Linked DNA regions of Sus scrofa: region 1 is linked to region 2. The links are chromatin contacts, called in public HiChIP or PLAC-seq maps. All regions are on one chromosome and are shown on one strand. Each heading gives the region's core, a stretch centred on a gene start, on an enhancer-like site or on the middle of the called end of the contact. The rest is flanking DNA. Distances are from core to core; before and after follow the strand shown.

Evidence for each region. HiChIP or PLAC-seq counts read pairs in DNA pulled down with a chosen protein or histone mark.
Region 1: a contact with region 2 is called in an H3K27ac HiChIP or PLAC-seq map of alveolar macrophages. The contact joins the promoter of MAP3K11 here to the promoter of AP5B1 in region 2. A contact is called at or near these places in 1 of 5 promoter capture datasets (fetal liver), 4 of 47 Hi-C or Micro-C datasets (liver, mesenteric adipose tissue, skeletal muscle and 1 more) and 2 of 2 datasets of contacts at active chromatin or transcription factors (alveolar macrophages and skeletal muscle).

The regions. Positions count from the first base shown.
Region 1 is chr2:6,638,693-6,641,534 of Sscrofa11.1, reverse strand. It overlaps MAP3K11 (mitogen-activated protein kinase kinase kinase 11), which reads right to left and starts at 1,474. Exons shown (of 11, transcript XM_021082851.1): 1 at 1,285-1,474; 2 at 1-559. The coding sequence starts at 3. PCNX3 (pecanex-like protein 3) reads left to right here and starts at 1,602. Exons shown (of 34, transcript XM_021082830.1): 1 at 1,602-2,273; 2 at 2,635-2,822. The coding sequence starts at 2,121.
Region 2 is chr2:6,537,524-6,540,371 of Sscrofa11.1, reverse strand. It overlaps AP5B1 (AP-5 complex subunit beta-1), which reads right to left and starts at 1,588. Exons shown (of 3, transcript XM_021082823.1): 1 at 1,507-1,588. OVOL1 (putative transcription factor Ovo-like 1) reads left to right here and starts at 1,380. Exons shown (of 4, transcript XM_003122528.4): 1 at 1,380-1,876. The coding sequence starts at 1,777.

The DNA of each region.
Region 1 (2,842 bases), core at 225-2,724, 100 kb before region 2:
CATAGCTGGGAGCTGGCACTGGCGGGTGTGGGGGACCTTCCCTGGGTGCCCCGGTCCCCACCCTTGCTGACGGCCGAGGCCCTAGTCCCGGAACCTGGGCATCCGAGCCCTGGCCCTCAGCCCCAGACCCACGCCTCTCTGGGGAGCCAGGAGTGTCGCCTCCCGGCCCACCGCATCTCGGGCTTCCGGAGGAGGGCGACCTAGGGAAGCAGTGTGGTCAGGCTGGGGGGGTGGACCCCCAGGGCCTCCGATGTCTCACCATGGCCGGCACAGAGGGGCCCGGGCGTCCCTCAGTCCAGAGCAGTCCTGGGAGCCGAGCTCCAGCACCCGCCAAGTGAAAGGTGGGGCCAGCGAGGGGCAGTGCCTGGACTCCCGTTGGGTCTCTGCGCAGGGGGGTGGCTGGAGTGTCTCTAGGTTGAGCTGCCTCTTCCTGGCTCAGCTCTCGCGACCCGATGGCTCCAACCCCGTTCCCTTCTTCCTCCTCCCTTTGTACTTTGGCCCCGGGGGCGGGAGGCAGAGGTGGAGGGTGGAGTTTCACTTTTTTCCGCTGTTCTCTCTCCTGCAGGAAACAGCATCAGATGACGCGGGCGGGTAGCACCGCTCCCCTCCCAGAGGCTGCAGGGCGATTTGGTCTGGGAGTTACCGGGTAGGCGGGCAATGAGAGGCAGAAGGAGAGGAAGTGTAGCCCGTAGCCCCCACCTCCCGTGACAACAGGTTTAAGGTCGAGGTTGGTTTCTGCTAAGGAGGGACCGTCCCCGCCCTCTACGTCTGCATCTGTAAAACTGGGGGAAAGATCCTGGCTTGGAAGAGGGGCAAACCCGAGTGTGGTCTTGGCTCCGAAGTTGCAGGGCCGTGTGACCCTTTCTCTGCGCTTCATTCTCTTCATGTCTGAAACTGGGGCCAGGAGCTCCGCTTTGCAGAGCTGGCAGTGGGGGTAGGCAAGAATGGAGGACGAAACTGGCTGCACTTGGAGCTCTTGGAACGCGTTGTCTAAGATTTACTGCTTCCCTTCACCTGGGAAACAATTCATGCCTCTTTCCCAAGAAGGGATGGAAACCTGAGACTGTGCTCCTGAAATTTGTCCAGTGATGGCACTTGGAATAGCTAAATCGCTCTCGCAACCGCGCGACGGACCCCCTTGCCTTGAGCCTGTCACTTTAAGAAAAACGACACTATCCTATTTCGACTAGTCCTGCCTGTTCTCTCTACACTCTGAGTTTGAGCTCTGACCCGGAAGTAGAGGCCGCTCGTGACGTTTGACGTCCAGCGCTAAAAAGGGCGCACCTAGAGGGGCTTGCTCCAGTAGCGCACAACTGTGGCTTTAGCCCCCAGGGGTGTCCACGCCTCCATCCTTTTCCTCGCCTCTAGTAACTCTTCCCTCGCGTTCCGCCCAGTGATCGCGGCTAGGTTGGCATCGCTTAGGTGTGCGCATGCGCTCAAGGACTTGTGCCTTTTGGATCGTCCCTTCCTCAGCTGCGCAAGCCCAGCGGGCTCTCCCGCTTCTTATCGGTCCACCACCTCCCTGCGCTTGCGCATTCGAGCCGAAAGGTTTTCCTTTTCCGGGTCCCAACTGGTCTCGTCGGGCGCATGCGCCACTGCAGGTTGGCGGCTCGCGGCTCCTTCTTCCGGCCTCCCCCTTGGGTCGGCTCCCGCAGAAGCGGGGCGACCGCGGAGCCCAAAGCGAGTGACCTGTGACCCCGGAAGTGGACCTCAGGGTCCCGGGGCTCTCCCCGGGCCGGAACCGTGGGAGCCGTCGTCTGCACCCCCGGAGCACCCACCCCACGCCCACCTCTGGATGCCGCCGACCGGTGCCCGGCCCGTGCCCTGCGCCTGCCCGCCGGTCCGGCCCTTAGGAGCAGTTCTGGGCCGGGGGTGGGGGCCTGGACCCCACCCCTGATGCGGCTCCACCCCGGCTCTTGGGTCTCGCACCACTGACTGCCCTGGCCGGCCCCGCCCCCTGCCCGCACCCTCGCCCCACCGACCCCTCTCCCCCGCTGGGGGAGGCCATGGCGTGAGCGCGAGGTTGGGCCCCGGGGCCCTCGGGCGCCAGGCGGGGCATGGGCCGGGGGCCGCCCCCATGAGGGTCCCGGGAGGGGGGCGCGCGCAGCAGCGGCGGGGCCATGGGGTCGCAGGTGTTGCAGATCCTGCGCCAGGGGGTGTGGGCCTCGCTCACCGGCGGTTGGTTCTTCGACCCACACCAGAGCACCTTCTCCAACTGCTTCCATCTCTATGTCTGGATCTTCCTGCTCACCTTTCCTTTCTTGCTGTATATGGTGAGATGCTGCGGCCACCTGTAACTCGTGCCGGGGAAAGGGAGGGCAGATGTCACGAAGGGGTGCAACCTGGCAGGGATTCTGGGCTGTGGCTGGGGCGCTGGGGTGTGGGAAGAGGATTCACTGCGGAGTCTGGAGTGTGTGGAAGAGAGGCCAGAATTTCCCTGGCCTGGGTGACCTTGAATCTCACTTAATCTCATTCCAGTTATGCTGGAGATAGGGCTGCCTCGCAGGGTCTTTGTATTAGCAGCCGGCAGGCGTGATGGAGTTTAATGAATTTGTGTGTCCTAGTCCTGACTGTGGTGGTAGGTGGTAGGGACAGGGCTGTGTGAAGAGGGACCTGACTTGCTGCCGCCCCCAGGTCCTGCCCCCCAGCTTGATGGTGGCTGGTGTGTACTGCCTTGTGGTGGCTGTCATCTTCGCTACCATCAAGACTGTGAACTATCGGCTGCATGCTATGTTCGACCAGGGCGAGATTGTGGAGAAGCGCAACTCTACCATGGGGGACCCAGAGGAAGAGCCTGCCCAGGGGGACAGCAGTCTGCCCAGGTAGGCGGGGGCAGGGCCTA
Region 2 (2,848 bases), core at 339-2,838:
GGATCCGAGTCGCATCTGCGACCTACACCACAGCTCACAGCAATGCCGGATCCTTAACCCATTGAGCAAGGCCAGGGATCGAACCCACAACCTCACGGTTCCTAGTCGGATTCGTTAACCATTGCGCCACGATGGAAACTCCTTGACTCGGACTTTTGAACTGAGTGAATTTATTTACCAGATTCATTTCCTCCTAATCCGTCCCAGCAAATATTTAATACGTGAGACAGGAATGTGTAGCAGTGACTCTGAAATATTAGTTTATTTCACATGTGGGAGGGAGGAGGGCTAAAAAGAGGAAGGGGTCCCATCCCTGCCCTTTTCAGATCAGCTGGGAAGAGAAGCCTAGTGGCTGTAGACTCAGTTACTGTGTCTCACTGGAGGCCACCAAGCACTTCTCAGCTTCTGTGGTGGGCGGGACCTCCCTCCAGGAGGCTGGGCCTGGGGACTGCGCAGTGGGCGGTGAATGGTTGGAGGGAGGGGTCTTCAGCCGAGGCTGGGCTGTGGGGGTAAAGCAGGAGCTCTGTGGAGCCAGGCCAAGTAAGTTGGGTCCTCTGTCCTCTGCTCACCTCCAGTCTTGCTGTACCTGATATCCGGCCATTTGGGAATCTGATGAGGACTTTGGTGGGGGGTACAAACCCCCATGACTAAAGCGCTGGGGTCTTTGGGGATCACGGTGGACTCAGCGGTTTAAACGCGCCTTCCTCCACTAAGCCTTCCGTACTCACCCCGCCAGAAGGCAGGCTCCCGGCAGGGCTCGGCCCCTGGTCGGGCGGGCGCTCTCCGCTTCGTATTGCGGCGGGGCCTGCCCGCCTGCCGGCCTGAGCGCTCCTGCGGCCCCGCGTGCCTTTCCGCACGGAGCCGGCGACCAGCAAATACCTCTGGGCTGAACCACGAATTGCTCAGCCAGGCCTTTGGGACCCGGGGCCGCCTGGGCTCAGGCCCGGTTCAACAAGTGTGGACCGGGCCGCCCAGTCCCGCCCGACGGCTTCGCGCCTCCCCAGGCGCCCGGGGCGCGCCGGGCCCAGTCCGGCGAGTTTCATCACCCTTTGGAGCCTGCGAGCACCAAGTAACGTTGCCCCTGCCCCTCCCTCCCTCCCTCCCCTCCTCTGTTCCCTCCGAAACTCCGGTTGACGAGCGCTGGCACTCCCGCTGGGAGGTCCTGCAGGGCAGCGGGGTGCTGGGTGCCCTCCGCCTGCCCCCCCCCGCCGCCCCCGCCCGGCCACCCCGCCACCCCGCCCAGGCCGCGAGGCCACCTCACCGGCAGCGGAATGGAAACCGGTTCGACAGGTAACAAATAGGTGGGTTGCCACCGTTATTTCCCAACGCATGCGCCGTCGCCTCCCAGGCCACTCCAAGCTAATTAGCTCGGATCACCCCCCTCCCCGCCCCAGCCACCAACACACACCGCCGCGAGCCAATAAAGCGTGAACCCGTCCGGCCGGCTCGCACTTTAAGACTTCCCGAGGGCCGCGGAGGACGCCAGTCGCGCCGGGAGACGCTTACCTGCCGCTTCCGTCGCCGCCCGGTGCACCTGGCTGCAAGGCAACCTCGTTCGGACGGAGGACCGCGACAGCTCCGCGGAGTTGAAACGGGCGCGCGCCGTCCCAGGCACGTCCTCCCGGCGGAACGCGGGACGCTTCGGCGACACCTTTCCCGACCTGCCCCCCCCTCCCCGCCGCCGCCGCCCGCCGCCGCCAGCCCGGCCCGGGAAAGGTGGGACGGCTCCGGCTCTAGTTACGGAAGCGGCCGGTGCCCGGCGAGGAAGGTTCAAAAATGCCCCGCGCGTTTCTGGTGAAGAAGCCGTGCGTCTCCACGTGCAAACGGAACTGGAGCGAGCTCCCCGACGAGGAGCGTGGCGAGATCTACGTACCAGGTGAGGCGCCGGGCCCGTGCACCCCGAGGCCCGCGCCCCGAACGGGCGGCGGGGCCCCGACGAGGGGGCCGGCGTGCGGGGCGCAGTGGCGCGGAGCCGGGCGGCCAGCGCAGCTGGGGCGCCCGATTTAATGTTTAAGCGGCCGCGGCCCCGTTAGCCCGCGGCGCGGCCAACCCCGGGGGCGGTGGGGTGGGGAGGGCAGGGCCGGCGGAAGGAGCCGGCAGGTGGGGGCGGGGGCCGCCAAGTGCGGGACGACAGCGGTTCCCAGGCGGTCGGGCAGGGGGCAGGCGGGTCCGAGGGGCGCGGGCCCGCGCGGTGCTGCCCTCCCCGCCACCGGCCCGCGCCGTGGCACAGGCGAGGCAACGGGGTGTGTCACTACTCAAGCGACCCTCCAACTCTCGCGTCGTAAATCCAGAAACCCCGGACTTTTATGAGGCGGGAGGAGGGCACTGAAGCGATGCCACTTTGGGGAGGTGCAGGGAGCGAGCTGGAGTTTCGGCCGTGGTTTGTGCAAAATGTAAGAGAAGGCCTAGAGCTGAAGTCACCTGCGTTGATCTCTCTGACCCCCAACCTTGGTGGCCAGAAGGTCACAGTGAGGGTCGCGCCAGCAGAGAGCTCCCGGCAGTGGGGAGCGTGGAGACCGCAGGGCAGGCGCCCGGCTGCGCCCCACTAGCCCTGTTAGAAATGCATCTCTTTCAACTTTACAGAGGATACGTTTGAGCTAAAAGAGGTTTTAAGGAGCCCACCGCCCAGCCAGGGGGCCGGGCCGGGTGGAAGCTGGTGTGCCCAGTTATTTTCGGAAGACGCTTTGACAGCGTCGGCATCAACTTGTATGAGTAATCCCAGTTGTTTCCATCTTCCTCCTTCTCCTTCTGTCCTGTCCTCCCCAACCCCCAAAAGAATCTTTGGTCAGGAGCTGCCCAGTTTCCCTCGGAACTCCCCCTCCTCAGGCCTTGGGGGTGGGGCGGGGGA